5 separate regions of the Mus musculus genome follow, and all the other regions are linked to region 1. A link is a contact called in public HiCAR-type, HiChIP or PLAC-seq and promoter capture Hi-C data. All regions are on one chromosome and are shown on one strand. The core of a region is the stretch at or near the end of the contact, and the rest is flanking DNA. Distances in the headings are between cores, read along the strand shown. Region 1 holds the start of Tcf7 (transcription factor 7, T cell specific). Region 2 holds the start of Shroom1 (shroom family member 1). Region 3 holds the start of Aff4 (AF4/FMR2 family, member 4). Region 4 holds the start of Zcchc10 (zinc finger, CCHC domain containing 10). Region 5 holds the start of Hspa4 (heat shock protein 4).

Region 1 (5,906 bases), core at 2,150-4,649:
CGGATCCTCTGTAGTGAGCCCAGGGCTGACCGTGAACGTCTGGGCCTCCTGCCTGTATCTGCTGAGAACTAGAACTGAGAGGGTGGTGTGTATGAGCCGCCATTCTCAGTTTATGTGGGATCAAGCCCAGTGCTTCACACACGCTGGGTAAGCATTCTGTCAACTGAGCCACGCCCCCAGCCCTCTAGTCCTCCATAGCCCCTCCGTGAAAGAATAATCACCCTTCAAAACCAGGTTTAGTAATTTTTATTACTGATAGCTAGTTCCTCAGTATGTCTGCATGTGTCACACAGCAGATAAGTCCCTTTCCAGCACTCAGGAAGCAGAGGTAGGCAGATCTAAGGATGAGGCCAACATGGTCTAGAGAAAAATGACTTCCAGGAGAGTCAGGGCCGCACAGGGAAACCCTGCCTTGATATGGGTCGGAGAAGCCTCTCAGCGTCTCAGGGGTCGGACTGGGATATGAGCATGGCAGTTAGGTGTTGGGTCTGGGGACTGACCACCAGGAGCTGGAAGCTCAGCTCAGCACCCTCATTTTGAAGCTGTGACACCTTGGGTGACTCAAACAACCTCTCTGAGCTTCAGTTTCCTCATTAGTAAAATGGGGACAATTGTCCCCATATCTCAGAGTTTAGTAACGATTAAATTAGGTGATGTGTGTGAAGCTCCGATGGATGCTGGCAGGCTGTAATCGCCTAGTGTATGAGGTCATCATCTCTCCGGTGATGGTTACAGAACTGGTGCTGGCTAGGCTTCTGCTGCTGCTTCTATCTATTTATTTATTTTTATTTTTCTTCAGATAGGATCTCACTATGTAGCCCAGACTGGGTTAGCTCTCCAAACCCTGGGGGTTTTCCACACCAGATGAATCTCACCTCCACCTCTCTCCCACTCCCCACCCCTAGGCCTCTCAGCCCATTCCGGGTCTCTCGACCTCCTGTGCCTGCGCTCCTTCCTGTTCTACCATCTTGTGGGAGTTTACATCAGCTGCTACGCAGCGAGCCTTTACACTATGCTCAGTGTGGAAGCGGAGGCAGAGACTCCATCTATGCCACCCCCGCCCTCCCTATCCACAAGCTCCTTTTCTCCCCTCTTGCCTCCCCCTCACTGCTCATCCTCAGGGGGTGAGGCTTGGAGCCAGGATGCCCCAGGGCAGTGGATCCCAGGAAGGGGGGTTTTCACAGCTCTATAAAGTCATCCAAAGAAACCATCCAAAGGTGGGAAAGCTAACAAATCAGGAAAAAAAAATATTTTCTCTTGCCAAATAAAGGTATATATATATATATATATATTCACTAACATTTGAGGATAGGCTACTTCTGCACCAATAAAGCCGAAAGGCCTTGTTCTTTGATAAAAGGGCAATACCAAGCTGGGGAAAAAAATTACCCTGGAGGGCAGAATCACACCTCCCCAGCCCTGACTTTTCTTCAGAAATTCGACCCCCAATGACCTGTGTCAGTTGAAACTTCATGGTCTGCCAACTATCATGGAAGCGACATTGCCAAAGTTGGAGTCGTTTATAAACACAGGAGGATCTGCTGCGCTTTGGCTTAGGATGATCTCAATTTCTGTGCAATTTTCTCAGAGAAGTGCTCACCCCAAAGTTAGCCGGGACAACCTCGGAGCTGAGGTCGTAGGGGGAGGCCTCGCCCCTGGGCCCTTCTTCTCCTGTAGGCTTTCCATTGGAGCCCCTGCCCTGCCCCCGAATCTAGAGAAGATGGGGTCAAAATCAGTAGCAAACTGGCACCTGCGGAAGAAGGACTTTAGAGGTGCCAAGGGCGGGTTCTGCACCGCATCTCTATTGCCAAGCTCAGCATTAATGGCCAAGCCCCCCATCGCTGAGAAGGAGGTGAAACGGGCATCCCGGCTGGGAGCTGGAGGACTCAGAAGCCCCGCTGGCAGGGCGCTGATAGGATCTGAGCGCTGAGAAGCAAGGCCTGGTCTCTTTGATCCTCCGCCAGGCAGGCTGGGCCTGGACCGGGAGGGGCGGTGCGGCTGTCTTCCGGCCGGCTTTGCGCCGCTGCCAGGGGTCCTGTGGGGCCGGGAGTCGGAGAGGCGGCCAGTGTCCTCCTTCACAAATTACCCACTGTTGTTTCAACTGCTTTCCCAAGAGGTGGAAGAGGTCTACATTGACTCCAACACCGAAACGTTCTTGAGGCGGAGGTGTGCGACCTTCAGTTTACTGCATGGCTATCCAAAGGGCCTAGTGTCTTACAGAAACAGTGATCGGTCGTGGTGAATTCGATGCTGGGTGCCAAGGAGATGCCACTGAAGACGCGGCCTTAACTAGCGTCTGAGTCAATGGGCTCCGGATGCAACTTCCCAGACTGAGCAGCTGCCTAAAGACCCCAAGAGAGAATTTCGTGACCCATGTGGCCGCCGGAAGTCTCAGTTCCTGGACAGCAGGTTCTAAGCGTCGAACTTAGTTGAAAAAGTCATAGCGGGCTGGAGAAACCACGTGAGTGGCCACGATCCTTCCTCGCCTCGAGCCACCACATGTCATATATTTATAGTGTTTGATTTGCACATGCAACAACAGGCAGGAGCTCAATAAATGTGTGAGGCGCTAATGCTTGTGTCTATGTAAGCAGGCTGTCTGGAATAAGGTCCCTAATCGGCACAGGGATGATCAAAAGGGCAGGTGTTTGTGTGTGTGTGTGTGTGTGTGTGTGTGTGTGTGTGTGTGTCAGGGTCCATCTAGTATCCCGGGGACGTAAGAAGCCTCCAGATTGAGCAAAGGACGCTGTTCACACCAAGGTTCCAAGTCATCCACAGGTTCCACCGGTCTAAGGAACCACCTTCTCCGCAACTTGGACGCAAGTTGTGGCTGTATGATAGTTAAGGAAATGGAGTTCCAGAGTTTAGTAATGGATTTCAGGTTAGAGAATAGCTGGAGAGCGAGCCCTTTAAGATTATTCCCAGTGGGCCTGTCCCGGTCTCTCCAGGGAGGGGAGGGCGGGGCCTGGGACGTTAGCCCCTCCCACCGCGGCCCCGCCCCGGCGCCCGCCCCGCCCCCGGCTCGCTGCCCGCGGTGCCTTTGATGTTCCGACCCGCCGGCTCCCAAAGCTGCTGTGCCCCGCGCCCTCGCCCCGCGCCCACTGGCCGCTCAGGCGGAGTCAGCGTGCGCTCCGCCCGCCGCGCTCCGGGCTCGGAGCCCCGCACCCTGGGCTCGCCGCCTTCCCGGCCGGCTCCGCGCCCCGCACCCGGCGCCCCGGCGGGCGCAGCGCACCATGCCGCAGCTGGACTCGGGCGGGGGCGGCGCGGGCGCAGGCGACGACCTCGGCGCGCCCGACGAGCTGCTGGCCTTCCAAGACGAAGGCGAGGAACAGGACGATAAGAATCGCGACAGCGCTGTGGGCCCGGAGCGGGACCTGGCAGAGCTCAAGTCCTCACTGGTGAATGAGTCCGAAGGCGCGGCCGCAGGCGCCGGGGTCCCGGGTCCCGGCGTCCGAGTACATGGAGAAGCCGAGGGAGCGCCCGAGGTGAGCCCGGCCCGCTCCTCCCCGGAGGACCTCGTCCCGAGTTGGTAGCGTGCGGACCCGCCCCCCCGCGCCACGGTCCTCGTGGGTCCCATCTCTGGAGCCCCTCCTGTTCCCTCCGCTCCTCATGGCCCCTCTGCTTCGCTCTGCAGGCCCTGGGACGGGAGCACACTTCGCAGAGACTTTTCCCGGACAAACTTCCAGAGTCCCTAGAGGACGGTGAGTTTTTGCGCGGCTGGGGAAGAAGGCGCTAGAACCGGGGGTGGGGGTGTGGGGGGCGGGTTTCCCGGGCGCCGCTGAGCTGGAGTCACTTCCGGTGCCCTGACCTTTATAGGAGTAAACAGACCCCCGCCATCTCCGCCTCCCCTCCAGCCCAGGTGACTGACTAATCCTTTGCCTTGAGGAGCAAGCCTTGGCTAAGGTTCCCAAGCAGGAGGGTGGGGTAGGGAGTCAAGTCCCGGTCGCGAAGTGGAGGTCTGGACTCGGGGGTCTTTCCTCAAAAACTTGCCTTTGCGGATATTTCCACCCGTTCGGAGGTCGCTGTTCCCTGTCAAGTCACGAACTTGAAGGGGACCCCTTGGCAGGGTTTTTTTTTTTTTTTTAACCCCCCTCCGGAGCAGACAGCCTTCAGTCCTTAGGAGCAGCTGGCTGGGCTGGTGTCTGACCCAGCTGTGGTTTTTCCAGGCCTGAAGGCCCCGGAGTGTGCCAGTGGCATGTACAAAGAGACTGTCTACTCTGCCTTCAATCTGCTCATGCCCTACCCACCGGCCTCCGGAGCAGGGCAGCATCCGCAGCCTCAACCCCCGCTGGTAAGTGACCGAAGCAGTCAGGCCCTGTAATGGGGCTGGCTACCTACTTGACCACACAGGTGATGCTTGGACAAAAAAGGACTTCTCTGCCCAATTCCTAGATGCTCTTGCCCAGTTAACATCCAGAGGAGTCTGACCCAAAAGGAGATCTCTGAAGGAGCGCCCCGGCTCCAGTCTTTCTCACTTGCTTTTGACCTTTGTCTTCCCAACTTGCTCAAGCAGGTGCCTGTGTTGGCCCACGGTGGGGTTGAAAACGTTTTTGAGCTGAGCCCATGCCATTCCCTAGCGTGATGTGCATGCTCTGAGCTAGAGCTCTGTGGTTAGCTTTTTTTTTTTTCCTTCAGAGAAGCGAGGGAACTCGGGTGTGAGAAGACTGGGTAAGAGACCTAATCTTTTCCGTTGCCCAGTTCCACTGTGTCCTGACTGCCGTGTATAAGTCCTTGCCGAGGACCCATGCCACATGGTGTAGGTTTTGAGCGGGCTGGGCTGCTCTCGCACACACAAGGAAAGGTTTGCTAAATGTAGGACAGATCAGGGTGTTGGTTAGGGGTCAGCAACGTGAATCAGTGTCAGGCTTGGCGACACGGCTGTATTCATCATGAGCCATGGCTTTGGCCCTTCAAGGCAAGCAAAGTGTGAAGGGCTGGTTCTGAGCTGGGTAGCAGCCAAATATGACTTTTGAAAAGTTCTGGGGTTCCTGAAAACTACTGGGATTCCAGAGTGTCCTCAGTCAGGAGTTAGGGTGTACAGGAAGCATGGAGGTCTGTTGGGTGTCGCCGTGAGCCCAGTGCAGGTTGGAGCCCCGGGGTAGAGCCTTGGATGGCGAGTGGCAGACCCATGCAGAAGGCTCCCCGGTAGGGGGCTAGGATAGGGAGTCTAGGCCTCTTAGCCGAGGGAGACCTGGTAGTCTTTAGAAGTGGACTCCATTCTTTACCTGTAAGCTGTGTGTGTTGACAGAATGGTCTGTTTGTCTGTCTGCTTTTCTGCTCTGGGATGGCTTCTGTCTGTCTGTCTCTGCCTTTCGGCTCTGGGATGGCTTGGTAGATGAGGTGCTTCTCTTGTATGTAAAGAGGTGGCTGGCTCCTGACACTGCCACTTGACAGTGCCACATGCTCTAGATAGAGACTTGTGCCCTGTACAAACAGTGCTTAACCAAGATAACCTTTTAAAATCCCCTAATGGGTGTAAAGCCATCTGGGGGTCAGTTGGCAGAACCTACCCCTTTGAAGTCACTGGCAAGCATTGTCTGGGCTGAGACTAGGCTCACTGCGGTAGCCATGATGAGACAAAAGGCAGAGCCCCCAGAACCTTGCTGGCAAGGTGGATGTTCAGGACTGTCCAGCCACACGGGGAAAGGGCAGTGTGGTTTGGAGGTTTACTCACAGATTTAGCCAGAGACATAAGCTGCCCAGAGCTGCCGGAGGTGGGCATGAGTTAGCGGTGTGACTGTTCAGCCTGAGGGTAAGGGTGATGGATCTCAGGGAGGTCCAAGAGCAGGAGAATGGTGGGTTCCCACAGTCAGGACCATAGTCACCTAGTTTAGGGCTCTGCATATTTTGCTTTGGGGGTCCTTCTCAAGCTACAACAGATGAATAACTACACGTCACTGTCCCCC
Region 2 (5,906 bases), core at 1,431-3,930, 1.2 Mb before region 1:
CATCCACATCTGTCAATCCCCATCTGACAAATATCTGTAACTTGAGTTCCAGGGGATCCCATGCCTTCTTCTGTCTTCCAAGGGCACTTGACATGCGCGTGGTACACACATACATGAAGGCAAAACACACCCATACACATAAAAATTTTTTTAAAAAACATAAAAATAAACCTTAAAAGCAAAAACAGCTTAAGAGACAGAAAGGTGACTCACTGGGCAGGGCTGTCCACTGCACAGGCCCGACAACTTGAGTATGATCTCCAGGATCCATATACGAAGTCAGATTCAGGGGCTGGACCTACGATGGCCCAGCAGTTAAGAGCACTGACTACTCTTACCATGCACCTAACTTTGGTTCCCAGCATCCACACAGCTCATAACCAACTGCGTGCGACTCTAGTTCCAAATGATCCAACACCCTCCGAAGGCTATTGTATGTGATTGACATAAAATAGAATACATGCTTTTCAAAAGTCAGATGCTGTCGTCACATCAGTAATCTCAGCCTACCTACAGTGAGATGGGAGGTAGAAACAAGAGAGTCAGCTGGAAGCTTGAGGACCAGATACCTCAAATATACTTCCTAGCAGCGGAAACAAGAGAGACCTTGACGCATTGTGAATATGCTTGGCCCAGGGAGTGGCTATCAGAAGAGTAGGCATGGCCCTGCTGGAGTAGGTGTGGCCCTGCTGGTGTAGGTGTGGCCTTGTTGGAGTGGGCGTGTCACTGTGGGTGTGGGCAATAAGACCCTCAGCCTAGCTGCCTGGGAGTCAGTATTCTGCTAGCAGCCTTCAAGTGAAGATGTAGAACTCTCAGCTCCTCCTTCACCATGCCTGCCTGGATGCTGCCATGTTCCTGCCTTGGTGATAATGGACAGAACCTCTGAACCTGTAACCCAGCCCCAATTAAATGTTGTCCTTATAAGAGTTGCCTTGGTCACGGTGTCTGTTCACAGCAGTAAAACCCTAACTAAGACATTCACCATGTGGAAGGTGACAATGGACTCCTGAAAGTTCCCCTCTGATGTCCATAACACGCTGTGACACTCATGCTTATACTAACACACACACACATTAAAGTCATTAATGAAAACGCCAATTTATAATGAGCCATTAAACACGTACATATATCTGTTTTCTTATTGCCCCTAACTTATCTAAGGGGTGCTATTACATGGGGTCTCTGTCCATGCAGGATTCCCATATTGTGCCCTTTGTAGGGCTTGCTGTGCCACCAGGGCCTTGGAGCCTCAGGACAAACAACACAGAATTTTGACATTTGTCCCCGGAGCGGGGATTGCAGTAGAGTCTGCTAGAAAAATAGGCTGGGATCCTGGCTGTGGAGGAAGGTACTTGTTACCTGACAAAGGAATAAGGGGGCTCGGGGCTCAGAACTAGGGCTCTTGAGGGTGGAAACACCAGACCTGAAGGATGAAGCTGGCACTGGGGGCTGAATCTCGAGTGAAGGTGGACCCAGGCAAGCAACCAGACGTGGGACTTCAGGCAAGGTTTGTTGGGAAATTTGATAAAGACAATTTTCAGTGGGCAAAACCAGACCAAGGCAACACATGTAAGTCCAGGTCAGGGAACAGGAGAGGCACTGGAGAAAAGTCAAGCTCCGAGCTAATCGGGAATGAAACAGTCCTCTCAAGGGCCACCTCCCATCTGTCTTCCTGTGAGGACCTGTGCAGGCCTTTCCTTGCCTCCAGCCTTCCCTCAGTACCTGGAGGGCTGTTAACTGCACTCCCTGACTCTCCTTAGAGTCAGAGGTTCAGGGTTCAATGCTCAGATCTTAAATCCTAGCATTCCAGGCTAGGTCTGATGGGTGAGCTTTCAGGCAAACTCCTTGGTTCTCTTTTCTAGTCTCCAAAGCTATGGGTGACATTGCACCCCTGTGAGACATCTATTTTACAACATAGTAGCTGGTTATACAGTCTCTGCTGGTCTTGGGCAGACTCTGTGAGACGCAGGTTCCAGGAGGTGTAGAAAAAGCAGAGGGTGAATGACACCTAGGTAAAGATGGTCACTGCCATGGGTACAGCACATACCCCAGGGCAAAAGCTAAGCCCTGGGGACCACAAGGGGCAGCAGAACCACACAAAGAGGTGAGGAAAGAGGCGCTTGGAACACTAGGAGAGCGGGTGGCCTCTGATCAGTGCATTTCTAGGCCTTTTCAGTGGGGTTCACGGTCCGGGAAGATCGGGGGATTGGGAGGGACCCGGATTCTCCAGCAATCGAAGCTCAAGAACAGAGGGTCCTGAGACGGACGCCACTGTGTACATTGCGTCCCTGCAACAGCTGGGCCACCTGGACAGCTCTGTCCCCTGCCAGGCCTGGCCGAGAGTAAAGGTGCGCAGGGGCCCGATTCCACTGGCGCGGCCGGTCTGGACTCCGGGTCGGAAGGTCCAGACAGAATGACGGTCAGTCAGGCTGCTTCGCGGCCACCGCTGTCGCCGCCCCGACCCTCCCGTCCTTGTCTCCCTTTTGGGAAGCAGATCTGTGGACCACGCGCTGTGTGTCCCCTCACCCGGTCCCGCTGCGTACCTGTGGCTCCAGCCCGAGACGCACTTCAGGGCGCCGGCGATCCCTCAGTGACATCCGAGCCCTGGGCTCCAGCTCCCGACGCCACCTCCAGTCTCCGGCCGCAGCAGGGGAGGCGCCACCTCCGGCCGAGGAGGGGCCGGAGTCTGGAGTGGCGGCAGGGCTGCGGGAGCCGCGCCCCTTCCTCTTGCGATTCTGTACGTGGCCCTAGTCCCCGGCCCTGGACCTCTAACCACCGCAGAGAACTCGAGCCGGAGGGCGATCGAAATCCTCCAAGCACTGCCGGATCCGCAGGCAAGACTTATGGACCAGCAGGCTCCTCAGTGCGGAGGTCAAACCCTCCCGGAGGCAACAAAGGCTCACCTTCCTTTCTTCTTCTTCTTTTAACCTTTAAAAAAATTACATTTATTTATTTACTTAATAATTTGGGAAGTAAGTAATGGGGGAAGCTCCCTTGTGGAGAAGTCGGTACTTTTCTTCCACCCTGTGGAGTACTAGATTCCAACTGTGAAGATCTGGTTTGGTGACATGAACATTTATCCACTGGACCATCTCTCCCGGCCGGTTCTCTTAAACTCCACGATGAAAACAGATGTGCCTGGAGTTCCTGCCTCATGCTCTCTCTCCCTCTGAGTGTGCTTTAGATGGCTGGCTACCTGATCAACTCTGCTCTTCAGACCCACATTTCCAAAACCATGCCACCTACTGGACTCTTTCCACAGGCTCTCCTCTCCTGTCTTTGTCTCCTCGCTTCCCATAGCTCCCTCCACCAGACCCACACCGAACGGAGCCCTGAACTTATGTGCTCGAATCTGCTACTAGGAGTGGGGTCTTCACCTTTTGGTAAAGACTTTGAACTCCTAAACTCCCGTCTGTACATCCTGAGTGCTGGAGTCTTTTTTTCAGCTCAGATGACCGGTGCCACCTGGTCCTCATTCTCTGTGTGTGTGGTGTATGCATGTGTACCTCTCGAGATTGGGTCTTTTCTTTTCTTTTTCTTTTTTTTTTTTTTTTCCGTTTTTGATTTTTCAAGACAGGGTTTCTCTGTATAGCCCTGGCTATCCTGGAACTTACTTTGTAGACCAGGCTGGCCTCAAACTCAGAAATCCGCCTGTCTCTGCCTCCCAAGTGTTGGGATCAAAGGTGTGCGCCAACACTGCCCAGATACTATTGGGTATTTTATTCTATCATTTCTACACCTTATTTTTTGAAACAAGGTCTCACACAGAAGTCATCAATTTGGCTAGACTAGCTGGCCAGCCAACTCCATGAGTCTGCCTACACACACACACACACACACACACACACACACACACACACACACACACACACCACATGTCCCCTGCACTGGGTAACAATGTAAGCTGTGGCACCTAGCTTTTCCCTTAGCTACTGCAGACCCAAGCTCAGCTCCTCATGTTTGAGTGGCAAGCACTTTGCCCACTGCCCCACTGCCCATTCGTCTCATGGTCAGCAAGCTCTGTGACTCCAACTCTGTAAAAGTCTGTCCATTTGAGGACTCTGGAGAACTTGCCCAAGTCTCAGAAAGCACAGAGCCACAGAAGAGGAGAGACATCTAGATTCTCATTTTTATGTAAGTCTCCTTACATAGCCTAGGCTGGCCTGAATCTAGAGTTTCAGACAGCTGCCACATGGAAGCTGGGAACCAAACCTAGATCCTCTATTGGGATAGCAAGTGTTCCTAACCATTCAGTTGTCTCTCCAGTCTACCATATACAAATGAAAGAGACAGAGACAGAGACAGAGACAGAGACAGAGTCAGAGACAGAGACAGAGACAGAGACAGGCAGAGGGAGGGGGTTGGTGAGAGGGAGAGAGAAACTAGTTGCAAAAGCAACGGTTTGAGAAAAGTCACTCAGTATCCCAGATGGAATCATTTGCCCATTCTGTGGACTGTGTTTATGTTTTGTGTGTGTCCGATCTGATGACAGTCCTGGTTGTGTCCTGATCCTCACTGGTACAGAATGTTCCGTGTGTGCCTTGTGCAGTGGTTTGTGAGGCCTCCTGTGAATGTCAGTTCAGCTCCTGGCAGCACCAACATCTAACTGGCATTGGTAGGCCAGCTTCTAGGTCTTGGGGTCGGCTTCTCCTTTTCACAGAAGAAAAGTGGAACGGGGTGGGGTGGGAGGTGTCTCAGGAGTCAGGCTCCTTGGCTGTCTCCTCTATCCCTAGAAGACCTCGGAAAATAGAGACCTCAGGCTCTCTAGGCCCAGGACCTGGCAGCCCAGACTCCCGGATGGAGTTTTGTCTGTCAGTGCCTATGAATGGGTACTCACAGGCTTTGGGAAGAAGGACAACAGAGAGCACAGTGGCAGGTGGAGTCAGAACACTTTCCTCCCCCTGAGACAAGGTTTCTCTGTGTAGCCTTGGCTGTCCTGAAACTTACTTTGTAGACCAGGCTGGCCCCAAACTCACAAAGATCTACCTGCCTCTACCTCGGAGTGTTGAGATTAAAGGTATGTACCACCCCTGCCCAGCAACAGAATATTCTTTTATATTATTAAACTTTTTATTTGTCTTATGTGTAGGAATGTTTTGTGTGTGTGTGTACACCATGACATGCACTGTGTGCCCTCAGAGATCAGAAGAGGGTGTTGGATTCCCCTAGGACTGGAGCTACCATGTTGGTGATGGGAGTCCTACTTAGGTCCTCTGCAAAAGCAACATGTAGTCTAAACCAGCGACTCCAGCAGAGCAGTCTTTGCAGGTGGCCTGCATGAAATCTTGCCTCAAAAAACAAACAACAAAAAAAGCAATTCAGAAATCGTTTAACCAAACCATGTGGTCTGTATGTGCTTTTTAGTTTGTAATTGTGTGTATATGCGTGTGTCTGGTGTGCCCCAAGATGGCATCAGATCTGGAGCTATAGTTTCAAGCAGGTATGAAATGGCAGATGTGGGTGCTGGAAACTGAACTGGGGTCCTCTGGAACAGCAGTACACAATCTTAACTTCTGAGCCATCTCTCCAGTCAAACGTCCATGTTTGAAATTCCAACAAAACGTGAATCATTGCTTATATGCAAATATCTGCTTAAACTGTAGATACCCCTTCAGGGCAAATTTTTAACTTTCTGTTTCATTTGAGACACAGACTCAGGACGAGGCTGGCCTTGATTTCACAGTTCTCATGCTTCAGCTTCCTAAGTGCTGTGAGGGCATCTGACTGTGACAGCTGTCACTCCACTGATTGATTACCAGAGTTGACTCAAGCTGACCTAGCTGGCCAGGTATGACCAGGTAGGAGTTCCTATTCTCCATATATGTCCCTTTCCCACACAGATGGGGACTAGTATTTGACCAAGGATATGAGCAGCTGCACTCACCTGCTAGAGCCTCCAGACAAAC
Region 3 (5,906 bases), core at 2,512-5,011, 1.1 Mb before region 1:
AAATTGAACCAGAACTAAATTGACTTGGCTCTCCTTCTCTCTGTGTGTCAGTATCACTAAAATTCTCAAGGTGTGGTCATGTCTATAGTCCTAGAACTCAAGAAAGAGGCTGAGACAGGAAGAGAGCTGAAAGTTTGAAGCCAAAATGACACAGAAGACTTGTATCAAACAAAACAAACAAAATAAAAACTGCCAGTGAAAATGAACATCAAGCTAAATGGATCAGGTGGTAAGGCAAGAGTTAATTAGAGGGATATTTTCAAGGCCAGCCTGGTCTACAGAGGAGTTCCAGGACAGCCAGGGCTACATAGAGAAACCCTGTCTCAAAAAACCAAAAAAGGGGGAAAAAAAAAAAAAAAAAAAGGATATTTATTATTGTTATCCCATGTACTAGATAGTGTCACTCCAAATGTAACAAGATGGCTAATAAGAGTAACAAAGTAACAAAGAAGTGTATCTACTCAGATTTGAACCTTTAACTACAATGTATTCACAGTAACAACTAGCAAACACTCTCCCAGAAATGAATTCATTGTTTCAATTTTTCAGAGGAACTAAAAAAAGTAAAAATATGAGGACTACAGAAAGCTGCAAAATCTTATTTATAACATGTAGCAAAGATTTTTATCTAGAATGTTTGTGGAATCTAGACATGCTTGTAATTTGGGAGGCCAAATTAAAAGCTGGGTATAGTAGTACAAACCTTTAATCTCAGCACTTGAAAGGTAGAGACAGGTGGATCTCTATGAGTTCAATGCCAACCTGGTCTACATACAGCAAGTTTCAATCCAGTTGTGGATACAAAATGAGATCCTGTCTCAAAAACAAACAAAACGGGCTGGTGAGATGGCTCAGTGGGTAAGAGCACCCGACTGTTCTTCCGAAGGTCCAGAGTTCAAATCCCAGCAACCACATGGTGGCTCACAGCCATCTGTAACAAGATCTGACGCCCTCTTCTGGAGTGTCTGAAGACAGCTACAGTGTACTTACATATAATAAATAAATAAATCTTAAAAAAAAAAAACATATCTTTAAAAAAAAAAAAAAACAAACAAACAAAACAAAAACCTTTGATTTTTATGAAAGGCACTACAAAAAAGGGGGAAGTTTCCATACATTTTGAACTCCATTTTAGGCCAATAAGTAGTCAAGAAGAAGAAATACCTGTTAAACACCTGTTTTCTTTGTTCTTTTCAGGTACACATAAAACCATGACTTCTACCTTACTACCTCAAAAATAAATAGATTAATAAATAAATAAATAAGTAGAGCCATAGCTTTTAGCAGTCTTCATCTTCCATAGCACTTTCTGAAGCTAATCCCCATTTCCCTCCTTTCAGATACTGATCACTTACTTGTTCATCTAACTTTAGGTTACCTGTAAACTCTTAGATCGGATAGATAAACTATTCCAACCTCAAAATGCTATCAAATTCAATCTAACTACATAAATACTGGAGAGGATAGAGAGTTAGAATAAACTCACTCTGAAGACACTACAGTAGATCTTTAAGAAAATCACAACATGCAAGTGGAATCATTGTTCCAAAAGGGATGCAGTAACCTGAAGACAGAAGAGACCACATGAATCTGAATGTAAAACTATGACATACAGAACATTAACTAAAATAAAAACATTCTCTTTATAGGAATTAATCACACAACTTCACCAAGCACTGTATGTCACCTTACACCCCCAAACTGTGCAGCTTGATCCAAATCACACACCTCTAAGCCCACCCCACCCCAACCAAACAGTAGAGATTTGGCTTTTGGCTATTCTCAAGACTCCCTACCTTGTCTCCACCTGAAGCAAAATTTTACTTAAAATGTGCCTACTGTTCCTACAGAGCCAACAAAAATCAGCCTGCAGATAGCCACAAACTGAATGACAACTGCTGGTATTCATTTAAAAAGAAAAGAAAACAGACTGCGTCTAGGTTTTCAGGAAGTTCATCATGAAAGGCAACTTTTTGAAAATAACTTTTTAAAAAACAACTTTTTGAGACTTTTTGTTTGGAGACTGAGGGCTGCGAAAGTTAGTGACAATAAGGAACATAAACCTGAAGAAGTTGAAGAAGCCAGCTTTGTTAAAAACCAAGTGGCCACTTGCCAACACTTCTTTACGCATATGTGACCAAAGACGACAGAGTCTAGGCTTCCTCTTGGTCCACATCAGCTTCTCATCAAATCTCGAATTAAAAAGAATCTCATAAACATTTCAATACTGATAAGTTAAAAGGACCATCCAAACAAAAGAGTTTATAAAGCTTCGGAGAATCAACATGGAAACAAAGCTTTAAGCTTTGAACCTCCCCCCACCACCACCTCGGCTCCACAAAAAGCACACATTTTAAATGTCACACAAACAGCCTATTCACGGGCACCTAGGGCTTAGATTCCGGCACTGGAAAGGAGGCTAGCTTCAGTTTAAAACCTCAGCGGGGAAGAAAAACCAGAATTCTGACTTGCAACTGACGAAACTCGGAGAACCCTGAATCGAACTCTTGGTTCGAACTTCACTCACAACCATTTTCAGATCAGGGCTCTCGACTCCCCATAAAGGTGTCATCTGTGAATGAAAAGCCTAATAAGGAGACCCCACAAACACCCTGGGCTCCTGTACCCCATGATCCGTTCTCAGAGAGTGGGAAGCAACAGCAAAGTGGAAGGAACAAAGCACTGACGTCAATTACGAGATTAACCCTGCGCACAGGCAGCTGGGGAGGCCTAAACATCAATACCCAAAGCCCGGCCATGGCGATCGCCAGGTACCAGGCCGGTTCCGAGCGGGAAGGAGGGTTTCTCCTATTCCAACCCAGGTTCCCATTTTTCCACTCAAACCCCATCGACCATCAAGGACGGAAATTAACACCCCCCCAGCCTCCCCCCCTTTTTTTTTTCTTTCGGTGGAGGGGAGGTGGGAGAGTGGGGGTGGGGGGAGGTGCGCAGGATCGCGAGAAGGAAGGCGAGAACTAGTTGAGAAATGATAGCCAGAATCTGGGCCTATTTTCTCTTTAACTAGGAATGACTTGAGTCAGACGAAGGAAAAATTTTTCAAAGGATAAATCCGCCGACCGAATCAAAGGGAGGAATGGAGGAAGGGACAACGGGGGGGGGGGGGGAGGAAAAAAAGAAGAAACGGCCAGATGATGGGCGTCTGGAATGTCGGATGGGAACGGCTTGGCCTTTAAAGAAAAAAAAAATGATTTTTCTTGTTTGAAATTGATTTCGGAGAGAAAGTGGGACGAGAAAACGTAGGGCGAAGCCGGATCCAGGGGCCCCCCGCCCCGCGGGTCTCCGCCAGCGTCAGCGGCCGGAGCCTCGCCTTCCCCGCGGCGCGGCCGCGCCTCAGACGTCAGTCAGTCAGTCAGGCAGGCAGTCAGGCGGCTTCTCACCTCCAGTCCCCGCTCCGCTAGGCCCGAACCATTTCCCGACCGCGGCTGCGGCGGCGGCGGCGCCCGGCCTGCACCTTCACCGGACGCGCATTCGGGCCCGCCCAGGAGGCGGCGACCGGCTGCCTGGGGCGAGGGGCAGCGGCCGATCCGGAGGCCACGGGGAGCCGAGGCGGCGCACCTCACACCGCGGACGCCAGGGTTCCGCCCCGCTCCATGACGGCCCGGCCGAGCCCCGGACGGGTGACTGAGGCGGGGGCGGGCTGACGGGGCCCTGGCACCAAGATCCCCGCCCCGTCCGCTGGGGGCGGCGGTGGCGGCGGCGGCGGCGACGACTCGACTCCCGCAGCCGGGACTGGGACTGACGCAGTGGCCGCGGCCCATGTGACCAGGGCCGGGCTGCTGCGAGCGTCACGTGACCAGGCCGCGCCCCTCCCGCAGGCAGCGCGGGGGCTGCGGCCCTGCTGCTGCTCTGGAGGCGGCGTCGGCGGGGCTGACGCGCGGGCTGACGTGCGGGGGCGCCTGGGCCCGGGGCTGGGGAGCGGGGATGCGAAGCGCGGGTCGCAGCAGGTTCCGCGGGGCCGCACCAGCGTCAGACCCGGGGACAGAACCCGGCCCGGGGCACACGCCCTCCTGCGCAGCCCGCTAGGGAGGCGCCGCGGGGCGGGGCGCAGCCCGGCCGACCGGTTTTGGGGTGCAGGTGAAGGCCCAGGCCCTGCCGCCCGTGTCCCGCAGCGCACCGCAGGAGTAGAGAGGGAAGGATGACGTGGAGGTCCGCAGCGACGTCGTCCACTGCTGCGTGTGACTTACTGTGGGAGGATAAGCCGGCCCTGCATCGTCTTAAAAAAATAAATAAATAAATAAATAAATAAGTAAATAAATAAATATCAGCCTCTGTGGGCTACTTAGTGGATTCAAGGCCAATCTGAGCTACTAAGAAAACCCTGTCAAAACAACACACGGCGACACACACACACACACACAAACACCATCGCTCTTAACATCCTGCTAGTCCAGACAAGCCATAATTTAATTGGAATCAGTAATTAGACAAAGTTTTAAGGTTTCCTAGAATCCAGTAATAGTAGCGCAAGAAAAGTGTCCTCTTCCTCTACATCTGAAAAACATACAATCCTGTCATTGGTGTCCCATGTCTCTTATCTGCTTTCTTTATTTGATGGTACCTCATGCAGATTCTCCACCTCTAACATCTTGAAACACTTCACTCGTTATTTGTAGTTTGTAATTTCACAGTTTGGAAATCCACTCAACTACACACGAGTTCTAAGCCATGTCTCAAAACCACTATCGAGGTATGGTCTGGCGCACACCTTTAATCCCACCACTCTGGAGGCAGAGGGAGGAAGATTTCTGTGAGGCTGATATACATATCCAACACTGGGCAGGTCAAGGATATATAGTGAGAGCCTGTCTCAAAAAGAAAAACACTAAATAAATCTTAAGTTTTACATAGGGTTTCCTCTGTGTAGCCCTGGTTGCCCTGGATCTCACTTTGTAAAACAGGCAGGCTTGGTGCTCAGAGATCTGCCTGCCTCTACCTCTGCTTCCTAAGTGCTGGGATTAAAGAAGTGTATCAGTGTGCCTGGCCATCTTTTCTACTTCCTTATGAAAAATACTGGTGGTGGTGAGATAGTTCAGTGGCTTAAAGGCACTTGCCCACAATCTTGGTGACCTAAATTCTATCCCTGTAGCACACATATATATCTTTCCTTAACAGGTACATTCACACATCACACTCACATATAGACAGCCACTTGAATGCTACAACAGGGGCCCAAACTGAGGATGGAGACACATGGATGTAATCTCAGCTACTCTGCAGCTTGGGGAAGGAGGATTGCAAATTCAGCAAATATTCCTAAACTGTATAGCAAGTTTGAAGCCAACTTAAGTAATTTAACAAAGTCCTGTTTCAAACTAAAAAAAAAGGGGGGGGGAGGCATGGGAAAGGGCTAGTTATTACTTTGGGGAGGCAGAGTTCTGTGTTCATCTGGCTGGCCTCCAATTTGGAGATCTGCCTGCCTCTGCCTCCCTAGTGCTGGGATTAAAGACGTGCACGACCACTGCCTTCCCATAGTTACTTTTCTTGTTGCTGTGATGAAGCAACTTGATGAGGGATGACTGGCTTGCTATTTGAGACAGTACAATCTTCTGTGTTGGCCAGGGACGATATGGTAGCTAGAGCCTAATGCAGTTGTTCACATCTGGGCAGATCAGGAGGGAGAGAGATAAAAGCTGGGACTCAGCTACTGTCTCATTTTCCTCGTTTTATTCACTCTGGTACCCAAGCCCATGAGATGGTGCCGGCTACATTCAGGATGGTTCTTGTTCCTCAGTTAATCATCTCTGGAAACACAAGGCAGAGACACACCCAAAATACCTCAAAAAATGCCCCAGGCATTTATTTCTTAATCTAATCAAGTTAACAATAAAAATTAACACAGCATGGTGTGATGGTACCCTCCTTTAGTCCCAACACTTGGGAGACAG
Region 4 (5,906 bases), core at 1,888-4,387, 1.0 Mb before region 1:
CAAAAAAAGAAAACCAAGAAACAAGTTCTTACAGATTCCTTTTTGGAAAAAGCATGCATTAATTCAGTGATCTATTATTTTTTAAAATTTGTGTGTGTGTACATGCTCACATACATATAGGTACATATATGTGAGCATACAAAGAGGTTAATAATAGCTACCTTATTAGTAGAGGTTTGAGGTTTAAATATGCTAAGACTTATAAAGAGGACACATAGGGCCTGGACACAGAGTGGCCACTCATTAAAAACCAGCCGATAGCATTGTAAGCTGGATGCGGCGGTACACACCTGTAATCCCAGCACTCAGGAGACTGAGACAGGAAGACAGCAAACTTGAGGTCAGCTGATTCTGTAAATATTTTTATAAGTTCCCCTGGATATTACATGTAAACCTACCTTTGCAGCAATAATCTATTTTCTTTTTCTTTTAAAGCTTTCTTCAGCTCTGCCGTTCTCGAAGGTCTGTGTAGGTACTTTCTTTTCCCTTTGCATTCATAAGTCCAATGTCCAAATTCCAAGCATTTCTGACATCTTACATGTTGCTTATTGGCTTCACTACAAAGAAAATAACAGAATACAAGCCTTAAGTTTTGTCTTGGGACACTTTCTGACCTGGAAGAGCATTAAAGTATCACGTGATGTTGACTCTAGCAAGCACACAAACGGTGTTCAAAGCGTGCAACCTGGGGCGCAACAGGAACTGAGTCTTGCTCTTCTAAGCCCAGTCCGGTATTTCATGCTTATAGTCTTTCACTTTGCAGGCCAATGTGGGAGGATGGCTCTGAGTTTAAAGTTAGCCTGAGCTACAGAGCAAGAGACCCTGTCTCAACAAAGCAAAATAATAAAAACAAAAATTTTGGGCTGGTGAGATGGCTCAGTGGGTTAGAGCACCTGACTGCTCTTCCGAAGGTCCAGAGTTCAAATCCCAGCAACCACATGGTGGCTCACAACCATCCGTAACGAGATCTGACTCCCTCTTCTGGAGTGTCTGAAGACAGCTACAATGTACTTACATATAATAAAGAAATAAATCTTTAAAAAAAATTTTTTTAAGTTTTTCCATTCCAATAATCATGTATTCGGACCAACATTTTTAGCTCAGAAGACAAAGGATAATGAAGGTCCTTATTTGTTGTAATGCTAGATATCAAACTCAGAGCCTCCTTCACAAATGCTCTACTACTGAGCCAGACCCCCTAACCCATTAAAACACTTTTAAGGCTGGGAAAAGGGTGGGTGGATAAGGTGTTTGCTGTAAGCCCAAAGATCTGACCCCCAACGACTTGTCCTCTGACCTCTACTCCTATTCACACATAAATGAAAAAGCTTGTTCATTTGGTTGGTTGATTCTGCTTTTGATTTTTTTCCCTGGAACTCCATCTATAGACCATACTGGCCTCAAACTCATAGATCTACCTCTGCCTCCCAAGTGCTGGCATGTGCCACTGTGCCTGGCTATCATTCTTTTTAACTTACTAATAAAAAATGGTGGTGGTGAGACAGCTCAGTGGGTTAAAGACACTTGCCACACAATACTAGGATTAAAAGTGTGAGCCACCATACCCAGCTTGGCCTAGCCTTGAACTCACAGACCCACTTGCTTCTGCCTCCTGAGTGCTTAGATCAAAAGCACAATCCACCAACGTCAGGCCCAACACTCGGGTTTTAAACTCATAAACCACAGCTTAGGTCAAAAGCAAAGTGCGAAGCAATGCAGGTATTAGATGTATAAACTGTTTCCTTTCAGGTTCGTATTATGACTTTTGATAGGTCTGAGAAATACAACATGACATGCATGTCACACAGCCATGCAGAGTGGGTATGACATTACTGGAGGGTTTTAAGATGAAGTCTTATTATGTTGCCCAGGCTGGACTCAAATTCATGTTCAAGTAACTGGTCTCCGCCCCTTACATCGCTTACACCACTGAATGGGTAGTTATTGAGTTGGTTGGTTTTTTTTCTTTTCGGAGACAGGGTCTCCCTACACAGCTGAGGCTGGCCTGCAGTTTGCTCTTTAGATCAGGCTGGCTTTGACTCAGTGCTACTCCACCTGATTTTGCTTCTCCAGTGCTTGGATTAAAGGCATCTGCCACCAGGACTGATAGTTACTGAGATTCAAACTGGGCATGGTGGCACAAGCTTTTAATCCCAGCATACTGAAGGCAGTCAGATATCTTGAGTTCGAGGTCAGCCTGGTCTACAGAGTGAGTTCCAGGACAGCCAGGGCTACACAGACAAATCCTGTCTCTAAATCTGCCCAACCCACCCCCAAATTCTAACAGACTCATAGCAAATATACCATTTCCTATCTTTCCCCAAATCCTCTGCTGACTCAGTCCTTTCTATGGCTTTTAGTCTGTTTTCAAATGTCACCCCTCACAGATGAATTTCTAGAACTGACTTGAACTGGGCCTTTTGCCTTTCCTCACCACAGCCTCTTATCCCCTTTAAAGCTTAACTTTGTTTTGTTTTTAGAGAGACAGGGTTTCTCTGTGTAGCCTTGGCTGTCCTGGAACTCACTCTGTAGACCAGGCTGGCCCCGAATTCTGAAATCTGCTTACCTCTGCCTCCTGAATGCTTGGATGTACCATCACCATCCGGCTCCTACAAAGCTATTTAAACCACTAGCTGTACTTGTTTAGAGTATCAACAGGTTCCACAATAAAACTGTTAAGCTGCGTAGCTTGAATACATTTTTCTTCAGAGAAACTGTCTGTGAGTGATTGTACTAAAATAATTATTTACAGTGAGAGCTGCAGAAAGTGAAACGGTCGATGGGGAATTAATAGGCATTGCAGACAGGCTTGTTTCTAGAAAGGGCGATAGGAAGGAGGCAGGTACGCTGAAGAGGGAAAAGTTTGGGATCTTGAGAGGGAAGATGTGGGATCAAGCATCCAGGCTACCCTTGACATGTGGACCGGACAGAGGAACACAGACCACCCAACGACCAATTCTTGGATTCATTTCGAACTCTCTTCAAATCCCGCTCAGTTCAGCAGCCTGCGCCCGCTCACTAGCTAGCGGACAGGCGTCTGCACGCCCCCAGCCCTCCTGCACACCCCACAAGCATCTCACTTACGCTTTCCTTCGAGCTATGAGCCGATGCATGGGAGTCGCCATCTTGGAGCGGCTGGAGTCTGCCGCACGGGTTTTTGGGAAACTAGCACCGGTGGGCGGGTCCTTAGAAACCTCTGCGGTCCTGGGCGGGGCCAGACGGGCTCAATTCAGAAGAGGCTAATGGTGGCCACTAGCTGGTTTGTCTTTTCTAATGTGGGCTTGTGTGTTCAGTATGAATAGGGTCTTGAAGGGTGATCTCAAACCAGGGGTCTGTAATACATATGCAGTGGAATTTTGTAGTATTCAAAAAATCCTAAAAAAAAAAAATCCTGTAATCCAGGATTTTGGAGGCTGAGGCAAGAGGATTGCTATGTTTTTGAGGCCAACCTGGGAAAACTTATGGCCCTAGCTCAAAACCAAACCAAACAAAACCAAAAAGGCCAGGAAGTAATGGCCCACATCTTTAATTCCAACACTTGATGGGATTCACGGCCAGCCTCATCTACACAGGGAGTTTCAGGAAAACCAAGGCTGCACACACAAACTGTCTCAAAAAACAAAACACCAAAAACCCCAAGAAATTACAGGTGTCGTCATGATGACTGGATCATTCTGATTTTGTTGTTGTTTGGTTGGTTTTTTGTTTTGTTTTGGTTTTTTTTTTTTTGTTTTTGATTTTTCTTTCAAAGATCTGCGTAGAGGATTTTTTGGTCTTTTTTTGAGACAGGGTTTCTCTGTGTTGCCCTGGCTGTCCCGGAACTCACTCTGTAGACCAGGCTGGCCTCGAACTTGTAAATCTGCCTGCCTCTGCCTCCCAAGTGCTGGGATTAAAGGCATGCGCCACCACTGCCCGGCTGTGTAGAGGAATTTTAATCCAGCAACATGGCTGCTCTGGAAAGGAATCAATCATAAGTGATGGGAGTACAGACATGAGTTCCAGGCCAGCATGGTACAGAGAAAGTTTCAGGTAAAGAAATTTAGTTCCAGGTGTGGTGGCACATTCCTTTAATCCCAGCACTCAGGAGACACAGGCATGCAGATCTCTGAATTCTACTCAGTTTGGTTGAGTCTTAAGAGAGGAGGAGGGGTAAGGGGAGTGGAGAGGGAGACAGGACCAGACAGAAACACCATGTGTTTGCTTGGGATTGAACTCAGGACCTCTGGAAGAGTAGTCAGTGCTCTTAACCTCTGAGCCATCTCTCCAGGCCCCTCTTTTTTTTTTTTTTTTTTTTTAATTGTTAAAGATAACATCTTTAATTTTTCAGGCTGGCCAGAAACTTAGCTCAGGCTAGTCTAATTCCCAAGTTATGACACAAGTTTCTAAAATCAGGATTCAGGATGTAGAGAAAGGAGGACAAGGAGGTTAAGGCCAACCTGGGCTATATAGCAAATATGAGGCCAGCCTGGTCTCCAGAGTGAGTTCCAGGACAGCCAAGGCGACACAGAGAAACCCTGTCTTGAAAAAATTTTTTTTTATATCTACAAAACCAAATCACTCTTCATTAGTCCTCCTCCAGCCCATACCTGACTTATTGCGTTCAGGCATTTGTTTTCCCAGATAAAATCTTTTTAAAACTTCTAATTGATTCTTTGTGGATTTCACGTCATGCATCCCAGGCCTGCTCATCTCCCCATCCCCTCTTATCTGCCCGTCTTCCAACCTTCCCCCCTTCAGATGAATTTCCTGAGTGAAAGTTTGGGGCCTTGAGATGTAGCTCTGTGGTAGAGTTTTTACCCAGTATGTGTGTATTAGGTTCTCTAGAGTCACAGAACTCATGGGTAAGAGAATTTGATGACTTACAGTCTGTACTTCAACTCCCCAACATTGGTCCAAGGATCTAGCAGTAGTTCAGCCCCACGAGGCAAGAAGGTGAAGAAGATAGAATCTTCCTTCTTCCAGTGTTCTTATATAGTCTCCAGCAGAAGGTGTAGCCCAAATTAAAGGTGTGTGCCATCATGCCTGGATCTGGGACTTGCTTTGTCCCAGATGACCTTGAACTCAGAGATCTCCCTGACTTAATCTTCTGGGATTCATAGCCACTATGCCTCAAGATCTCCATGCCAAGTCAGAAACATGTATCTCCCAGCCTCCAGATTAGGATCATAGGTGAGCTTTCCAGTTCTGGATTGTAGTTCATTCCAGATATAGTCAAGTTGACAACCATGAATAGCCATTAATGAAAAGCTCAGCTCAGGAACTTTGGGAAGGTCATGAAACTCTGGCCCTCCGGAAGGGAGAGGTTAATTAACATTTCTCAGACCACAGGGCAGGAACAAACCTGCCAGTGGGGACATATTCTGCAGGACTGACCATTGCTCACCTTCAGACAAGCGAAGTCCTTGTCACCTCATTCCCTAAAGACCAATCAGTTTAAAGGGTGCACTGTTCCACCAATCACATTGTGCCTAGTTGCTGATGCTCTATTCTGCCCCTGGAAAACATATAAAAACTCACCTGAAAGGGTACTGGTGGTCGCAACCTCTCCTTTGGGTCTGGGACGACCCTAGTTCACTGAAACAATAAATTCCTCTTGCTTTTTGTATCGATCCTGGCTCCACATGGTTCACTCAGGGGGTCCCCAGTAAGCTAAGGCTCCCAGGAGTATTGCACTACCATGTGAAAAGCCCTGGCTTCATCTCCCTAGCAACACACACACACACACACACACACACTACAGCATAAAACTTTCAAGGTTCCTACTAAATAATTGTGATGGTTTGAAAAGTAATGGCCCCCAAAGACCCATGTGTATGAATGCTGGCCCATAGGGAGTAGAACTATTAGGAGGTGTGCCCTTGCTGGAGCAGGTTGGCCTTGTTGGAGGAAATGTATCACTGTGGAGG
Region 5 (5,906 bases), core at 1,363-3,862, 1.0 Mb before region 1:
AGTTCAAATGTGAGGATCTTCTGGTAATTGGCAAATTTAAAGATGGTACCATTTTGGCTACTAATGAATGAAATGCCTCCAGAGGCAGCAATAAATTCGGAGAGACTCTTCTTTCAAAGAAATGGTAAGTGCTTTGTTTGCTTGGATATTAACTTTTTGGGTGATTACTCTTACTGGATCTGTCCTCTAGGAATACAAAACTTACTGTAGGCCATCCAATGTAAGGGCTGGCCAGAAGACTCTGTAGGTACCACCAGGCTTCATGTCTGAGTTCAATTCCTGGAACCCACAGTTGTCCTCTGATCTCTACATTTATACCATGGCACATAGATAAATTGATAAATGCAAGCTCAGCAGTTAAGAGCACTGACTGCTCTTTCAGAGGTCCTGAGTTCAATTCCCAGCAACCACATGGTGGCTCACAACTATCTATAATGGGATCGGATGCCCTCTTCTGGTGTGTATGAAGAGAACAATGGTGTACTCATAGACATAAAATAAATACATCTTTAAAAAAAAAACAAACAAACAAGGAGCTGGAGAGATGGTTCAGCGGTTAAGAGCACTGGCTACTCCTCCAAAGGTCTTGAGTTCAATTCCCAACAACCACATGATGGCTCACAACAATCTGTGATAGGATCTTATGCTCTCTTTTGGTATGCCTGAAAACAGCTACAGTGTGCTCATATAAGTAAAACAAAACAAAACAAAACAAAAAACCCCCAAAACCCTTTCCTGTTCAAACCTTACTAAATACTAAGTAATGTATTGCTAGTTTTCCCCTCTATCACGGCCTTTTTCTTTTGTGGAACGTCTTCCGAGTTGCCACTATTTTATGCCTATAACTCTCATTGTTAGATCAGGATTGATCAAGGTGATGTGGAAGTAAAAGGGAAGACCAACCTCTCACAGGATCATTACCACGTCTAAATCAGAACAGCTGAAGGATAGATGTTTCCTCCTTGGATGTGGAGACTGTGTCAGGGCTCTGGGCTTGGGATTTTATAGGGCAGCAGAGGAAACTTTTGGGTGGGAAGATATTTCTGCCGACCTACTTTGTGCTTTCCCATGCACATACATTTTGGTGGAGTCCTTACTATGTTGGCATCTATGCCAGGAGTCTGACATGTTGATCCCTGGTCTGGAGCTTTTCTACTCCTAAGTACCCGAAGGGAGTTTCTCAGGTGCTGGGGGCTTTAGGCTATTAACCCTCACTTATTACCTTTGACTAGAAACTCTTTGCTCTCTCCTGATGGTGATAATCCAGAGTGTGTGTGCGCGCGTGCATCCACGTGTAGAAGTGCTGTGAGGGCGGCCATGTTCTGTGAGGGCGGCCATGTGCTGCACAGAGGCTTGAGGGAGAACAGATATCCCCTGTTGCTCTCTGATGTAGTTTTTGGAGGCAGGGTCTCTCTCTGAAACTGGAGCTCTAGTTTTTGGACTAGGCTGCTAGTCAGGGAGCCCCTCCAGTTAACCTCTTGTCTTTGTCCTGCTAGGTTCTCGATGACAGATCGAGATTGGGATTCAAACCCCAGTCTGTATGGTTTCACAGCACGTATTAACTGTGGAGCCATCTCTCCCGCACGGTTTACTGTGTTGGACACCGTTAGGCACCTATGAACAAGAGGTGACAAATAAGTGAAATTTAAAAATCCTTTCAGTTTTGTGGTGTTGGGGATCCAGTCCAAGGCCCTGAGCCTGCAAGTGTTCTAGCACTGTACTCTATATCCTCAGCCACAAAACAGCCAGAAACCGGGAAACTTAGGATCTTCCTCCTGCACTCTGGGTTGGTAATAATCAGAAACGCGTTGAAGCTGGTTCCCCTCCAGCTTTCCGCAACTGGCTAACGTAGTGGTCACTATAGTTTCAGATTCTTTAGTTTAACGCAGGGTGGGGGCATGGCTGTAAGTGGGTCCCAGCACTAAGGAGAAAAGAGCTTCCGAATTTCAAGGTCATCCTTGAGGACTGTCCTGCAGGACATTCTGTCCCCTCCCCACCTACTCTATATAATAATGTGTTAGCATTCACATAAACGTGACACTGGTCTTAGACCTCCCACTCCACGGAGCATGTGATTTGGACCCTTGTGTCCAGCTCAGGGAAAACACCTAGGACTGAAAGGTCCCTCGTCTGATCACGGGAAGTGAGTGGTTAAAAGTAGGTGGAAGCGTGGCTTCGGATTCTTTTAGTTAGCGCTTGGTTTTAATACTGAGTTTTACGTAGAGCCGAGCTGAAACCCTTAGCGCCCTTAGCAGGATTAACTCGAGTTCACTGTGGGGCCTTAAAAAAAAAAAAAAAAACCCTGCAGAGAGCCTGCAAAGTCACTGCCGGAAGTCCCTCCGCGGTGACGAGCACGGCGGAAGTGGGTTCAATGCAGCTCCCCGAAGAACTGTCTCACTCCCGCTCGCCTGACTTCTGGATGGGAGGCGCCCTGCAGCTCAGGGAGGATTGTGGGGGGCTTCTCCGCGCAGGCTCAGTGGCCCACTTCGCGTCGGACCGCTTCCGTCCCCCCACTTCCTTTCACGGTTCCTGTGCCAGGACGTGACGCCAGACTTCGTCAGACGGGAGGAGCCTTGGGAGGAAAAGCGTCTGAGCCGGGGTCTCGCGAGAACGTTTCGTTTCAGCGCAGTTCTCGCGCTGCAACCTTGCTCCTGTTGCAACGAGAGCCTTCGAGATCTTCTCCGCCTCCGCGACCGGCGCCTCCTCTGCGGCCGTGGAGCCGGAGCCGCGGCCCGAGCGGTAGAGGCCCCCGTCTTTCTCCAAGCCCCAAGCCTCCTAGCGGACGGTCGTCCGGCTTCGCCCGCCCAGCCGCGGCGCTCCACCGGCCCACGCGGCTCGCCCTCTTCCACGCGCCAACCCCGCCGGGTTCCGTGTGCAGTGTCGGCGGCCGGCCCTGGGCCCGAGCCGGAGCAGTAGCCGGCGCCATGTCGGTGGTGGGCATAGACCTGGGCTTTCAGAGCTGCTATGTCGCTGTGGCCCGCGCCGGCGGCATCGAGACGATCGCTAACGAGTATAGCGACCGCTGCACGCCGTAAGTGGGGCTTGGCTGGCGGGGTCGCCTCGCTTTCCGGGCGAGGGTCCGCAGGAGACCCCCGCCGAGTGCCGGGTCGCCCGCGGCTGCCACCTGCTTCGGATCCTGGGCCTGCGCCAGGCACGAGGCCCTTTCGCGCGGGCCAAACGAAGGCTTTGAGCCGGTACTCTGATCGGCGGAGGGCAGGAGCAGGAACTGAAAGAGAAGGCGGGCCTGAGACCGTGGGATGGACCGACCGCTCTCACCTCCTTTTTTGGGGGGGGGGAGGGTTTGGGTGGTTCGGTCTGAAACGAGGTCCAGGGCTTGCTGAGCTCGTCGAATCCAATAGAGGTTCAAACTCGGCCCACGGCGAGCATTTAATAAAAGTTAACTTGCAAGATTGTGGCCTCGGGACTGGGAAGCGCTCTGAGTCCCACGTGAGTGGGGGCGGGGTGGCGCCCGGAAGATGTGGAGTCTGAGTACCCACGGCAGGCCCTGAATAAAGTCCATGCTTTTCTTGATAGCGTTTTAACTCCCTTCATTCGTTTTTGGATATTGAGTTAGGTTGGGTCATTCCTTACCCAGGCTGCTCACCTATTCCTTAACAGCGTTAGTTTTTCATGCTAATGAATTCCAGCCGGAAGGTTGCCACAATTGTTAATGCATGACTCAAGGGCTCTGTTTGACTTCTAGAACTTACATGAAGTTATGGGACCAGTATAGACAAATCTGCAAAAAAAAAAAAAAAAAAAAAAAAGACTCACTCAGAGCTTGCTGGAGTAAAAGGGAGTCTACTTTTTAGATATATGTAGGATTTTTTCCCCCACATTTAGCCCAGGATGACCTAAAATTTTCATTCTGCTTCTGTCTGCTAGAATCTGGTATTACAGGTGCGTTAAAATTTTATTTATCTGGCGCTGGTGGCACAGGCCTTTAATCCCAGCTCTCGCAGGGAGGCAGAGGCAGGCTGCAGTGAGTTCGAGGCCAGCCTGGTTCATAGAGACCATTTCAGGATAGGCAGGGCTACGCAGAAAAGAAAGCTTTGTCTTAAAAAAGATGTTAATCTACTGAATTCCTTTAGGTAAACTTTGGAAGAAGCTCTGTTGTTTTTGGGTTCACAGTCCCAGATCATTGTTTTTATCTTGTTTTTAACCAACCTTCTGAGGCCAGTTTCCTGTCTCCCAGACTGTTTTGAAATAACTTTGTGTCTGGGAATGACTCTTAATCCTCCTCCCTTCATCTCCCAAGTGTACAGGTGTGCAGGCACAACACCCAGTTTGCTGTACAGTGGGGGCTTGAAGCCAGGGCTTCATGCATACAAAACAAGCACTCTACCAAGTAAGCTATTGCCTGGCACCCAATTCTCGAGTTTGGTGCCACAGAGCTCTGGTACCATTATCAGAGTCAGTTTTCAACGTCCCTTCCCACCCCAGTACCAAGCTCTCTTCCCATTTGTCCTTTTTAAGCTAGGTATTATGAGTAGTCTTTGTTTGTTTGTTTCTTTTTTTTGAGACAGGGTTTCTCTGTGTAGCCCTGGCTGTCCTGGAACTAACTCTGTAGACCAGGCTGGCCTCGAACTCAGAAATTCGCCTGCCTCTGCCTCCCGAGTGCTGGGACTAAAGGCGTGGGCCACCACACCTGGCAGTATGAGTAGTATTTGTACAGAGGTATCTTGTACTGGCATTTGAAAAGTTAAACATTTTTGCTTCTAGTCATTTTAGCACTAATTTCGTATTTGGTAATGATGCTGCTGGTTCCTCACTTTTGGGAAGATCATCTTTCCAAGAAATTTCAACAGTCTGAGCTGAAGATTTGGCTCTTTGGGCAGAGCCTTGACCTGCAGAAGCCTGAGGCTTGGGAAACACTGCTCCTACCTAGCCTTCCTTTAGATTGCCTGAACCTGCTCCTCTCTTAGATGGCAGCTGTGGCAGTTTGCCATGAGTTTCATTATTTGAAACTTTAGGAGTTGTTTTCTGCTGGCAGTTAAATTTGCATAAGGACTGAATAGGTCATTAATCCTGTGATTGTGCACACTGCATGCATACTTCCTTTGCCTTAGTTTTCCTATGTATTTTATTTTTTTTTAAAGACAGGCTACATAGCTGTGGCTGCTCTAGAACTCAGTGCAAGACACTGCTGGGAGTAAAGGTGTGCACCACCACACCCGACTGTATTTTTTTTTTTATATGACAAGGCCTGACTCTTAGGCTAGCTTTTGAGGGAACTACAGAACTGCAGCCTCCTGAGTGCTGGCATCACAGGTGTGCTACTGTGTCTGGCTTCATTTAAATACTCTGAACTATGCATTTGATTAACAGATTTCTATGTTGGAGGTGTGGCCTTAAATATCAGAGCAGAAAGTTCAGAGTCTTTTCAGGTTGTGGAAGAATAGATTTAAAAGTATGCAGAGCCTGTGTTGTAGGTTTCTTCCAAGGTGAAAGTGTAAAGGTGTGGGTCTCTGGTTTGACTGTGACAGGGAGATGCACCTCATTTGTATTCTAACACTCTCAGTTCTACCTAATTCTGTAAAGACAGATGAAAACCTTATGTACTTCATTGATTATTTCACATGGGGGTTTACTTGAACTCGAGGAGTAGCCAAATCTTTGCCTTTCCATCTCCTTTGTTTTAGTGGGTTATCTAGTGTGACTGTGGCTGTGTTAAGCATTGGAGATACTTTGATGAATAACAAAATGCTCAGTCTTGCCATCATGGGCATGGTAATGGAAAAAGCCACAGGCTAAACAAGAGCATTCTATTACTATCTGGTGAAGAACAAGGTGGAAAAGTACAGAATATGGTGTAACTGACATAACTAGATGTGGGCTGCTTCTAAAATGTCATTTGTGACCTGGAAGGTAGGCACGAGTTCACATGGAGGCCACGGTGGGTTTGA

The links. Promoter capture Hi-C pulls out the DNA fragments that hold promoters and counts their contacts. HiCAR-type assays count read pairs that join an accessible place to other places. HiChIP or PLAC-seq counts read pairs in DNA pulled down with a chosen protein or histone mark.
Region 2: a promoter capture Hi-C map of embryonic stem cells shows a contact between it and region 1, with 4 times the contacts expected there. The contact joins the promoter of Shroom1 here to the promoter of Tcf7 in region 1. A contact is called at or near these places in 1 of 39 promoter capture datasets (embryonic stem cells), 1 of 484 Hi-C or Micro-C datasets (embryonic stem cells) and 1 of 115 datasets of contacts at active chromatin or transcription factors (embryonic forebrain).
Region 3: a contact with region 1 is called in an H3K4me3 HiChIP or PLAC-seq map of embryonic forebrain, with 4 times the contacts expected there. The contact joins the promoter of Aff4 here to the promoter of Tcf7 in region 1. A contact is called at or near these places in 2 of 39 promoter capture datasets (the C10 cell line and embryonic stem cells) and 4 of 115 datasets of contacts at active chromatin or transcription factors (embryonic forebrain, embryonic hindbrain, embryonic stem cells and 1 more).
Region 4: a contact with region 1 is called in a promoter capture Hi-C map of embryonic stem cells, with 2.7 times the contacts expected there. The contact joins the promoter of Zcchc10 here to the promoter of Tcf7 in region 1. A contact is called at or near these places in 2 of 39 promoter capture datasets (the 3T3-L1 cell line and embryonic stem cells), 1 of 115 datasets of contacts at active chromatin or transcription factors (embryonic stem cells) and 1 of 9 other capture datasets (embryonic stem cells).
Region 5: a contact with region 1 is called in a HiCAR-type map of astrocytes, with 4 times the contacts expected there. The contact joins the promoter of Hspa4 here to the promoter of Tcf7 in region 1. A contact is called at or near these places in 2 of 39 promoter capture datasets (both in embryonic stem cells), 4 of 115 datasets of contacts at active chromatin or transcription factors (astrocytes, differentiating embryonic stem cells, embryonic stem cells and 1 more) and 1 of 9 other capture datasets (embryonic stem cells).

Annotation. Positions count from the first base shown.
Region 1 is chr11:52,280,507-52,286,412 of GRCm38.p6, reverse strand. It overlaps Tcf7 (transcription factor 7, T cell specific), which reads left to right and starts at 3,399. Exons shown (of 11, transcript NM_001313981.1): 1 at 3,399-3,485; 2 at 3,635-3,701; 3 at 4,167-4,291. The coding sequence starts at 4,196.
Region 2 is chr11:53,453,979-53,459,884 of GRCm38.p6, reverse strand. It overlaps Shroom1 (shroom family member 1), which reads right to left and starts at 2,680. Exons shown (of 8, transcript NM_027917.3): 1 at 2,544-2,680. Gm30585 (a long non-coding RNA gene) reads left to right here and starts at 5,096. Exons shown (of 2, transcript XR_879843.1): 1 at 5,096-5,798.
Region 3 is chr11:53,348,622-53,354,527 of GRCm38.p6, reverse strand. Aff4 (AF4/FMR2 family, member 4) reads right to left here and starts at 3,761. Exons shown (of 21, transcript NM_033565.2): 1 at 3,399-3,761.
Region 4 is chr11:53,321,920-53,327,825 of GRCm38.p6, reverse strand. Zcchc10 (zinc finger, CCHC domain containing 10) reads right to left here and starts at 3,137. Exons shown (of 4, transcript NM_026479.4): 1 at 3,085-3,137; 2 at 399-557. The coding sequence starts at 3,125.
Region 5 is chr11:53,297,185-53,303,090 of GRCm38.p6, reverse strand. Hspa4 (heat shock protein 4) reads left to right here and starts at 2,612. Exons shown (of 19, transcript NM_008300.3): 1 at 2,612-3,031. The coding sequence starts at 2,925.